Regions from separate parts of the Anser cygnoides genome. Here region 1 is linked to region 2. A link is a contact called in public Hi-C data. All regions are on one chromosome and are shown on one strand. The core of a region is the stretch at or near the end of the contact, and the rest is flanking DNA. Distances in the headings are between cores, read along the strand shown.

The links. Hi-C and Micro-C count contacts between places; a contact is called where the count stands out from the background.
Region 1: a Hi-C map of granulosa cells shows a contact between it and region 2, with 1.7 times the contacts expected there. The contact joins the promoter of FZD4 here to the promoter of CTSC in region 2. A contact is called at or near these places in 2 of 7 Hi-C or Micro-C datasets (granulosa cells and liver).

What each region holds. Positions count from the first base shown.
Region 1 is chr1:203,959,084-203,964,932 of Taihu_goose_T2T_genome, reverse strand. FZD4 (frizzled class receptor 4) reads right to left here and starts at 2,185. Exons shown (of 2, transcript XM_048076515.2): 1 at 1,865-2,185; 2 at 1-995. The coding sequence starts at 2,143.
Region 2 is chr1:203,420,240-203,426,595 of Taihu_goose_T2T_genome, reverse strand. CTSC (cathepsin C) reads right to left here and starts at 4,597. Exons shown (of 7, transcript XM_048076507.2): 1 at 4,368-4,597; 2 at 2,843-2,988. The coding sequence starts at 4,530.

The sequences.
Region 1 (5,849 bases), core at 936-3,435, 540 kb before region 2:
GTTTTAGTTCCATCTTTCTGAAGATTAGACCTGATTTTAAATAAGGCCACTAACCCAGCTGCAATGAATAAAGTTCCAATAACCAGGTAGGTAAAAAGCGGAGCAACAACAAAGCCCGTCAGCGCATCCAGGTTCTGGTTCCCAACGTAGCACAGGCCAGTGAGCTCGTCTGCATCTACCAGTCTCATAATCAAAATAACAATGGTCTTCACTGCAGGGATAGCCCACGCTGCAATGTGGAAATACGAACTGTGCATTTCTATAGCTTCATGGCCCCACTTGAGTCCTGCGGCCAGAAACCACGTCAATGTCAGAATAACCCACCAGATGGAGCTAGCCATCCCGAAAAAGTACATCAGCAAGAAAATTATAGCACATCCTGTGTTCTTAAGACCTTCTTGGATAAGAACAGGTTCTGCTGCCTCTTCAAAATCACAGGATATCCTTTCCCGGCCCACAGTTAGCCTCACAATATAAGCAATGCTATAAATATTGTAGCACATGCTCAAAAATATGATTGGGCGCTCCGGGTAGGAAAATCTGGATGAATCAATCAGGAAGGTCAGGACTGTGAACGCAGTTGATATGAAGCAAAGACTAGCCCACACGGCCATCCAGATATCTGTGAATTCCTTCGCTGACCTGCTGTAGAGCCCAGCATCATAGCCACATTTGAGGACACAGTTCAGGCTCCTCTTGACCCAGATGTACTGATCGGAATTGGATCCCATGCTGTGGCACTCTTCTCCAGGCTGCAAGGATGTCTTGCTATGAAGGGGAACCTCTTCATCTCCCGGGCCCTCCATGCACATGTGGTTGTGATCGTTCTGGGGTGGGAATTTGCTGCAGTTCAGGCTGTCCGGCCAGGCAAATCCAAATTCTTTTAAAACAGGTTCACATCTTCTTTTGACAGAGAGGCACATGCCACCACAGGGACCTATGGGGATGTTAATCTTCTCTGTGCACATCGGGACGTAGACTGAACAAAGGAAGAACTGGAAGAGAGAAACACAAATCGCAAATGCGTTAGGAGAAAATTCAACAGGTCAAAACATAACAAGTTTTCTTTTTTGCCTTTTTAGCAGTAATTTTTGGTCCTTTGCCTTAAAAAACAGGAAGCAGCATAAAACAAATAAACCAAGAACAATAAAAACTTGGGAGAAAAAACCCTAAAAATGCTGCCTTCTTTCAGTTCAAGTGTGGTCCGAAGCCAAAGCCTGAACATTTCACTCCCCAGATTAGCTCCATGCAAATTTAGCCCATCACTTTCAATAAAGCGAGTGGGATTTAGCCAGATGTAAACCTCAAGGGTGCAATTTAGGAAAAAAAAAAAAAAAAGAAAAAAAAAGTATATTTTAAAGCGGTTTAAACAAATACATATTTTTGTTCAAGGCACTGCCTGGATATCACGGCTAGCAAACAAACAGAAGAAAAGGCATTTACTGAATCACTTCGGTTTGTGATCCTCCTGGAAGAACGCGCCTCTCTTTCACCATCGGGCCACCGACGGGCTCGCACCGGCCATAAAACACTGCCGCTCGCTCAGCTTTGGAAACACGGCGATTTTGGGGGCCTGTGGCCACACCGGGGGGGCTTCAGGGAGTTGGGGACGCGGGGGTCCAAGCTGGCTGCTGCCGTGGAGGTGTCTCTGCGGGCCGGGCATGGCAGGACCCCCTTTTTTCCCCCCTTGGGAAGCCCACACAGCGCTGCCTTGTGCTGCAGCCCGCTCCCTCCAGGCTTTGCAGCGGGGGAGATGGGGGAAATGTCAGCACAACGCCCAGCTCCCGGTTCTGGAGAAGGGGGTTTGGGGGGGGGATTTGGGGGGTTTGGGGAGGGTTGGGGGGGGGGGGGGTTTGGGACCCACCTGGAGCTGGCTGGAGCAGCCGTACTGGATGAGGGGGGTGAAGGTGGTGAGCTGCAGCTCGGCGTCCGCCTGCAGCTCGTGGCCCACCAGGTTGGGCATCTTGGTGACATTGTAGCCCAGGTTCTGGCACATGGCGATGCGGATGGCGTCGCAGCGCCGCTCCTCCTCGTCGCCGAAGCCCCGCGTCCCGCCGAGCAGCAGGGCCAGCAACAGGGCCAGCAGCCGCCCGGCCGCCCCCTTGCCGCCACCGCCACCACAGCCACCACGGCACCGTGCCATGGCCGAGACCCCCCGGCCCCCCACCTGCCCCCGGCCCCGGCTCCGGCCCCGGCCGCGCCGTGCCGCCCGGGCCGGCTCCAACGGGGAGGGGCCGGGGGCGGCTCTGCTCTTAAACCGCCGCGCCGAGAAACTGCCCAGGGGAGGGGACGGCGCCTCCCCGAGCCCCGGCCTCCTCCCAGCCTCCCGGGGCGGGCACAGCTACGGCCCCGGCCCGGGGGGAAAGTCCCGCTGGGTGCCCCCCGGAGCCCCCCGGAGCCCCTCGGCCCTGCGGAGCCTCAGAAGCGTCCCCCCCACTTCAGGCACGGCGACCCCGCTGTGAGCAGCGAGCGGCCCTGCCCTGCCTCCCCCCGGGCTTGGTGACCCGGGGCTGGGTCCCCGATGTCCCCACAGCGGTGAAGGGCGGCGACAGGGCCTGAGAGGGGCACCCCGAGGTGCCCAGGCCCAGGCCTGGTTCCCCAGGGGCAGGCTGAGCTGATCCATCAGCCTCCTCCCTCCTCTCCCTCCTCTACCTCCTCTCCTTCCTCTCCCTCGCCAGGCCACAGGGCAGGTCTCTAAGCTGCCACCTTTTCTCCCAACACATCCCTCACTTGTACGTCTGGCATCTCGGACACATCTGGGTGGTGGTGGTCCTTCACGGGGACAGAGAAACCTAGGGTGCTGCTCCAAGCACCTCCTGGTGTTGGCGTACCTCCCCTAAACACGTACGGGTGTAGGGTTTGTGTACTTCTCCTAAACACATAAGGATGTAGGGTTTGTGTACCTCTCCTAAATACGCACAGGTGTAGGGTTTGTGTACTTCTCCTATGCACGTACGGATGTAGGGTTTATATACCTCTCCTAAACACGTACGGATGTAGGGTTTGTGTACCTCTCCTAAGTACAGACGTAGGGTTCATGAATTTTGAGGGGAAATTGAGCAGACCTGTAGGGTGTCCCCAGGATTAAGAGCGGACACATGAGGCTCACACTTAAACACACTCAGCGTTATTTACACCTGTAATAAAATCTGGTTGGGCTGGTTGTGCCTTTAGCAAAAATATGTCATCTATTAATGAATTGTTTGTAAAGCGCTTTGAAAATGTTTGTAAAGCCCCGGTTAAACAACCTCTGGCTGGGTGCGTGTGTGTGCACAGTGTGTGACATGTGCGGGTGTCCTGAGCACGGCCATCGCCAAGAGCCATGCATCCGTATGTGTGTGGCCATGCTGCAATGACTGGTTTTCCTCTAGCACGAGGTGTTTTAACCAAGGTTTCATGAGCACAGGTATTTACAAAGCTCTCATCACCGTGATAGTTTATAACCAGCTCCAATAAACAGCGACTGCAGTCTTACAAAATCCTGGCGAGGCAGACAAGTCGTATTATCTTAACTTTTTAAACACAGAGCCAGACAGCGCTGCAGTCCCAAGGTCGTGCAAGGAGGCTACGATGCAGTCAGCAACGCAGCCCGTATCTGGTGAGGTCCATATTTACTCATAAGCGTTGCCTTCTGTGACTAGCAGTGCTCCGCTGCTAATCTCGGTCGGCGATAATGCTGTGAATGCACACACTGTGCTGCAAACGTCCGCCAAGCTGTTCCCAGCCCCACCAAGTTTATGATCTGAATCAGATGGGGAACGGGTGCTGGGCATTCTGCAGTTCGTACAGGCAAACAATTAAAAAAAAAGATAAAACTCCTGTAGGAAGCTCTGCCTCCTGCTTTTTTGTTTTGTTTTTTTTTTTATTCTGTTTTGGTCCAGATTATGTAGGAAAGACAACTGGAGGGAGGAGGATCACAGTGACCTTAAAACTATGAATCTTCGTCTTAGTACATGAAAAACCTTTCCATTTGCAGTCTTCTGCAGCAGTTAGGCACTGAAGCAGTGTTGACTGCTACCAGCGTAGACCTTTGCCTAATTCCCATGAAACAATTTGCCTGCTACCTTTTCAGCAAAGCCCTCTGCCAATGGACCCGGTCCTTTGACTCAGTAGAGGGACAGGGAGACATTTTAAAGCTGCAGCGGGAGACAAGTATCGTTTTAGAAAAAGAACCACCATGTGCCCCCTCCAAAAAGAAATAACTACCACTATTGCTTTTTCTTTGGGAACACAAAATAAATATTAGAAAGTGCTACGCTGCTATGTTTGCTTTGGAAAGTCTTTTAGATAATGGGAATTAGTTTTCAAAACAAGAGCACTGGCAAATCATACCAGCAGTCTGAGCTGGAAAAAATGGTAATTACCCTGCTTTGAACCTTATGCATATATTAACAGTGATTAAATGTCACCATGATAAGCATGTACATAACAGTTTCTTTAAACAGATCAAAGTAAGAAACCTGCTGGATAGTGGGTTTATAGATTCTTAGATTTCCAGACAGTTGTGAGATTCTGGCCTGAATCCTGCACAGCACAAGCCTTGTTAGTTCCTTGTTTATTGTTTGAATTACAGTATATCTTTTTTCTTAATAAATCTGATTTTGAGGTTGCCTTCATTAAAGCATCAGCAACTACCTTTCTAAAAAGCTCTAAGCATTATTTATTGTGGCCACCAATAATTATATTGGGTTTCTAGTCTGAGTTATCTTCGGCTCTGACTTTTGTTGTATCTTTACCGGCCGGGTTGAGAAGTCATTACCAAGATTAGCCCTGTAGGTATTGTCAGACTGTGGTTAAGTCACCCCTTGGCCTTTTTGCAGTAAGCAAAATAGATCAAACTTCCCGATTTTCTTACTGTAAGGCATCTTTTCCAATGCCTTGACCATTCTTTTGATTTTAAAGGAGCGAGATTCGAACCTGCTGTTCGGAAAGTACATTCAGCTCAAACCATCCTGCCTACCTTTAAAAGTCTTGAAGGAATTATCTGACTTAGCAGCCTAAGCACCCTCGGTCCCTTTAGAGATATCTAGGATAGGCAGATACTTGCAGAGGGCAACTCACGTAATACAGATTACATGAGTATACAAAATCTTACTTATAATCTATTATCATCTTGCTGCTATTACAATTTTCCTCTTAAGTTTGTATGTGTTTTTTGCATATTTGTAAAAGTTGCAAACACATTTCTACGTTACAGAAATAATAGTCCCATTATCTCTCAGACTCATAGCATCTCGCAGGAAATTTGAGAAGGTTTATAACTCTATTTTGAACATTTTCAAAGCATCAGTGTTTTCCTGAACTGCTATTAGAACATGGTTTGGCTTTCCAGTAGGAATGACACTAATGTCAAACATGCAGGTGAAATAACCCCTCCATTCCTACACAAGACCATCCTGCTTATACATCCAAGGATGCTATCTACCCTTTTGACCACAGCCTTACGCTCAGAGCCACAACGGATGCCTTGTGGGCAGACCTGAGAAACCTCAGGCACCCTGTTGATTTTTTAATATGTGGATGGCATATTAGGATGTGATTTTCATAACCAAATTCACATGTCTACTTATGGTCAGATGAATTTCATTCAATAAACACCTCTGTCTGTCAACTGACGGTGAAGAGAACATAGGGTGACTAGCCCCGAAGGGAAAGGTGACTGAGAGGTGTCTAATGCTGGATGAGAGCAGGTCTCTGCCTTTCTGTCAGTCTCCTGGGTCCGTGACAGAGGGAATTGATATTGCCATCCCACAGATTTCTTATGAAGTTCTTGGATAAGAGTTACCTAAACATGTAGTTTTTTTAAAATGTGCAACTTTTAGAGCTGTTTTGGGACATCATCTTTATAT
Region 2 (6,356 bases), core at 3,348-5,847:
TGAAAGATTATACAGAGGGTAAATGACTTGGGCTCTAATCCTCTCTGTAATTTTTAAGGAAACAAGTCTTCAAATTAAGCACATCTAGCTGATGGAATCCCTACCACTAAACAATGGGACAAACAAGCTTCCGATTTCTCAATATCAAAAGCAACTGCAAAACTAACAATGAACCCTTTTACCTACAAAAGACTAAGACACATTCACGCTCATGAAATGCAAGGTAACATGCATTACTAATACTCAGACATGTATTTGACTCTGTTTTTGAATAAATTGGATCTTAAGATGTCCTGAAGTTCCTTTCAGACCAAATTATTCTATGACAACTAAGTCATAGAATCACAGAATATCCTCATTTGGAAGGGACCCACAAGGATCAAGTCCAACTCATAGCTCCACAGGGGAACCTAAGAGTTGGATAATATCAAGGAGCATTGTCCAAACACTTGTTGAACATTGACAGGCTTAGGACCATGACCACTTCCTTAGGGAGCCTGTTCTAGGAACCCAACCACCACCTCAGTAAAGAATTTTTTCCTAATAACCAATCTGAACAACCCCTGCCTGACACTACTTCATGACATTCCCTTGTATCCTATTGTTTGGTCACCAGAGAAAAGAGATCATTACCTCTCTTCTCTGCTTCCCTTCATTAGGAAGCTATAGACAGCAACGAGGTCACTTCTCAGTCCGTTCTAAGCTGAACAAACCAAGTATCCTTAGCCACTCTTTAGTTACACCTCCTAGAATTCTCATAATCCCTTTCGCCCCCTTTTGGGGGCATTCTACTATTTTTGATATATTGCTTAACAGCACTCTTATCAGAGTACTTCCTTTTCATAGATGCCAAGGAAGACTAAATCAGCACTTATCGGTCACTTGATTTAGACCTCATCTTCCAACAAGATATTTCACAAGTGAAAAGTAGTAGTAAATAAAGCCTTCAGAGACTCTAAAGTGCCTTCAAGTTGGTGCCTAACATTCTGGAGCAGGCCACTGTTTCTGTGATTAAACAGATCACATTAAAGAATTAGTTTGATAATCAACACTTCCTCAACTGCTTACCCTACTGGCTTGTGAAACAACTGCATTTCAGTGTAAGGTATCAGCCTCAGGATTCCCACTTGTCAGTCAAACTGCCTCTCCTAAGATGACATGGTTTAGTGGGTAATATTGATGGTAGAGGGGACAGTTGGACTAGATGATCTTGGGGGTCTTTTCCAACCTTAATTTTGATTCTATGAACCCACCAAGGACAGCAATGATTGCCGAATTCCAGCTGCTGGAGATGTTCATAAATTCAGGCTTTATATGGCATTACTACAACATACAGTGGTCCACTACCCTCACAGAGGCAGCAATTCCTGTAACTTTTCAGGTGAGCACTCCCCCACTGTAGGAAAGCTTGCAGAGTGTCCCTGTCTGAGAAGTTTCAGAGGAAAATCTGCCCAATTAGAGCACTCTTCACTGTCTGTAGTTTTTGTTGTATCACCTGCCAACCTGGGGCATATGTATCATGGTAGTTTAGTGTCGCTATCTTGATGATATCTACAGATGAGAGAAAGTCATTTGGGTATTTCTCTCTCAAACTTTGCTCTTGCTCAAATATAAGACTCTGTTTTAAAATAGTAAAACTTCTGCATAAAACGTTACATTTTTTTTAACGTGTAAAAAACACCACTGACAGTCTTAAAACAACAACCTACACTGTCCTTTCTTTTTAACTTAAATGGCCTCCAATAGACATGGAGGAAGTTACAGTTCAGTTAGAGCTTCATTTATCTTTACTGAATAGAAATTACTATGGCTCCCCAGAAGAAAAGATCACTCACTTTTCTTAACATCTGACAACACTGACTTGAAAATAGCTGCTGTGAAATAAACTATCCACAATTGCTCCCAGAAAACCAATTTGAAACAGAAGTCATTTCTTTACCCTCCTTAAGACTAGCCAAGGTTCAGAGATTTTATGCTTGGACAAGGCCTGGGTGTTTACTATCAATTCATCTGAAACCAAACACAGGATCACACCTTCTAAAATAACCAAGAAACATATTCATTGCTCCTGCTGAGGGCTGCACTCACATGTTCTGTGCAGCAGGACTGCTCAGACACTGTCTGCCAAGTACACAAGTCACCCTGCAGACTGTTTAAAGCCACCTTTCTGATTCATAACATCATTCCTCAGCTGACCAGCAGAGTGCTCCTTACCAAGTGGGTCTTCACTAGTCTATCCCGACTACTAGTCGTTTTCAGCTTGATCTGAAGTCATTAACAGGGACTGGAGAACACAGTATTACTTAAAAAAAGGAAGAATTATAAGGGGTAGGAAGGTTCCTTGACAATATAAGGCTTACTCTGACATAAGAATTACAGCTCCTAGAAATCCTCCAACATGGAGGACAGATGATCTTTCTACAGTGAGGAGGGTACATTTCACAAGTTTGAGAACATCTTTAAGGAAAGATAAAAGCAATTACGTTTGATATTTCATTTGAGTGCAAGATGTCAGGAAGAAAACTGACAAAGCTATTTTTCCCAGGCCACTGTGAAAGTTAGCTTCATGAAGGTCTTCACTTGAAGTAAGCACACCCAGAAGCAGAAGCTGCAGCATTGTTACCAGATTTTCCAAATACCTCTTCTACTCTTTTCTCTCTACCCAGCCACTGACAAACATTTGTGATTGTTCTTAATGTAAAAAAACAGCCACTTGTCTGGTAATCCAGGCAAAGAGAAACAAGCGTTCTCACTTCTCTACTGTGGCACTCAGCAACTAAACAGAAAAACAAGTAAAGACCTTTCAGCAACAGTCACTGATGCAGACCACAAGTTAACTCACCTTAAAAAATGCAAACCACTTGTAGTTGTTTAGCACAATTTCAAAGCCTTGATTGTAAACCAAAGTGAAGAAACCATAATTGCCCAGACTATCCTGAGCCACATCTAACTTCTGAAGATTCACAAGTACTGTTTTTTCCACAGGCCCTGCAAGAAAGAAAGAACATTATTGCAAAGATTACAATTAAAATAAGAAAGAGTAAAGAGCATATCAGAATATTTTTTTTCCCAAAATACACTAAAATACACTTGCTGTATAAAGCCTCCTGCAAAAAGGCATTAAGCAAACACGCCTCACAGACCTCACTTACCTATCACTGCAAACATGTTCATTTTGCAATGCTAGACAGTATTTGCACATTTAATTACTAACAGCAGCAGTAGCAAACAGCTGTTACAGGAAAACATCAGCTTATTTAAATGTAACTTGCTACACAGCTACGTAGGACTTGGATGCTCTGTCACTCAAGACACTGTGTCTGCAGTGACAAATCTTCCTCTGAAACATCTGGTTTCAGGTATCAGCCACCACACTACCTCACACCACTGCTCCAAACCCTGCCAGGTCCAGTATCACCTCCCATGTTCTCACCTGCCACTTGCCTGGTCTGATCAAACGAACACAGACAGTTTAGATGCAATGCATTAACTACTTTTACAATAATACTGTCAAATAATAATCAAGTAATAGCTCCTCACTACTATTACGCTCTCAAGAGGAATGCTATTTTTACTTCTCCTGATGTTATCCGACTTGAGCTTTTACAGCTGCGAGCCTCCTGGGACATGGGTGTAGCCCAGGAGCAACAACACACTTTGCCACTTGAGAGCCACTTTGTTAAGAGCCACTTTCAGGAGAGGCTGAGCTGAGAGGAAAGACATCTGGAGCTGTGAAGGAGGAAGCAAACCAGCATGAGGCAGTAGAAAAACAGAGAGGTCTAGGTGAATCCAAAATATACAAGAAAAAGAATAATGCAAAAATAAATCAAAACAACAACAAAAAGGGGAGTGCTGTAACAGGGCTGGCCACAGTGGTCACCCTGAGCAAGACAGGTTAATTTTCACACAGTTTAATTCAGATCAGCCCCTTTTTGCCTCAAGCCCAGCTGTCAGGAGCTCAGCACCAACCTCTGCACGCTGCCACAGGCTCTGGCAAAACCGGCAGCATGTGGGGGCCCACTACTGCCAAAGCGGGTATTATAAACCGAAAACCTTAAATAACACGCTGCTAGCGAGCTTCTGCTGGCAACTAAGTGCCGAGGGCTACAAGAAATAGCCCCAGATGAGAAAAACAGACCAAAAAAAAAGAAAAAAAATTGAGCAAACAGGCCGGCTGCAAGCAAACACACCAGAGGCAGACACCCGCTTCCTCGCCGCCAGTTTCGCTTTTCGGGCCTGGCGGCGCGGAGCTTTCGGGGACCCCTCCACCGAGCTTTAGGGGACCCCCACCCACAACCGGGACCCCCCACACCCGGATCCACCCAGGCGGGGAAAAGGGGAACGGGACGGGGCCGCCGCGCTCTCACCCGCCTGGGAGCAGTTGCCGTGTCGGCCGCCCCCCCGCCAGACACGGAGCTGCCAGGCGCCCAGCAGGTCGGCGAAGGAGCAGTTGGCCGGGGTATCGGCCACCAGCTCGGCAGGCAACGCCGCCAGCACCATGGCCGCTGCCCACAGCGCCCACCCTGCCATGGCGCCGCGCCCGCCGCCGCCCGCTGCAGCCGCCCTTAAAATGGACGCGGGAGCCGCGGCCTCCCCGCCCCGCCGCTTCCCTGGGCCCGCCCCGGAGCGCCCCTGGTCGTGCTGCGCTGAGGGGCCGGGCTTATGGACCTGCCCCCCAGCTCTGGGGGGCTGCCTGGGGGTGTGTGGTACCCCCTGAAAGGGGACATCGTCCCCAAAGAGTGACCTTGTCCCCAGAGGACGTCCTCTCCCCTGCAAAGGGTGTCCTCCTCATCAAAAGGCGTCTCTGACCCCTCAAAATGACCTGTCCAAAGGGAGTCCTCCTCCCCAAAGAGCGTCCTGCCCAAAGGACAGTCTCCCCTGCAAATGCCTCACCAAAAGGCATTGCCCACACAAATAGAATCATAGAATCATTAGATTTGGAAAAGACCTCCAAGATCATCTGGTCCAAACATCCCGCTATCATCAATATCACCCACTAAACCATGTCCCTAAGCACCATGTCCAACCTTTCCCTAAACACCCCCAGGAATGGTGACTCCACCACTTCCCTGGGCAACCCATTCCAATGCCATTCTCTCCTAAATGGAGTCCCCCTACCCAAAGAGCATCCTCATCCCCAAAGTGCCTCCTTCTCTCCAAAGTGCCTTGTCCTCCCCAAAGCCCATTCACCTCCCCAGACAGTATCTTTCCCCTGAAGGGCATCCTCCCCTGTAAAGGGCAATGTCATCTCTGGAGCCCCTGCCCCAAAATCCAAGCCAAGGCCTCCGCACTCAGAGAAGTCCTGGCAGAGAGGGACAGGCTGGCAGGCTTGGTCCCTGGTGTTATTTCAGGCAGGAGTCTTGCAGCTGTGGAGGACAAGGCCACTGGTCTACCACAGGTTTTAGCTGTACAAGGTGACTCAGGGTTTCCACACCAGCTGCACACTGTGGCCAGAAAACCACACAGCACCAGTCCTGCATGGGATGTGGGACCCCAGAAACCTGCGGCAGTCAACCCCAGCCCGTAGCCTGCAAAAATGCAGAAAAATCCCCCAGAAGGTGTAAGACTTAGTAACATGCAAATTCTTGCAGGTCCAGTGACCAGACTGTTTGCATAGCATGGGTGTTGTCAAAGGGCAGAGATGTTTCCACCAAACTGAGCCTCTCAGTGCAGCCCAGTGCATGTCTGAGTATGCACTTGAAGTGGCGCTTGTTTTGCTGCCTCTCCAGATTCAGGATGTACATACTTTCACATCCCCAAAGTTATACATACAACCAAGAAGGCTAAAGGACTCTCTGATGAGTAAATACACCCTAATTAAAAACAAAGTTATATAAAAAATAGCCTCTCTCAGGGGAACAATAAATGCCTATAGTACTGTGTTTGCTATGAAAATGAAGCACTAGCTTAACTACGGATGTAAATTTAAAATAATTTTGCTAAACTGGTATAAATCTCCATGATAGATACTCTTATTACTGATCTCAACAGTTTAGTTTTAAATCAGAATCATAGAATGGTTTGGGTTGGAAGGGACCTTAAAATCACACAGTTCCAACCCCTCTACAATGGGCAGGGACAAAACTTACTTCTGAGCTAAACTAGAAACATCCTGATTTTATTTAGCTATTTATTTTCATAATAGTTTAAATCAGGAGATTAGAAATAAGTCAATAAATTTTAACAGTTTCAAGCAATACGTTATTTTATGTCCATCCCTTTGCTTTTATGCCACCTTCTCAACCTTTTATGGAAGGATTCATTTAACATTTTATTGCTGACTCTTAGAACAACCAGCTAACATACGTTCATACTCAGGGTGATAAAGAGACAAAAGTTCATGTCATTTTGGGGGG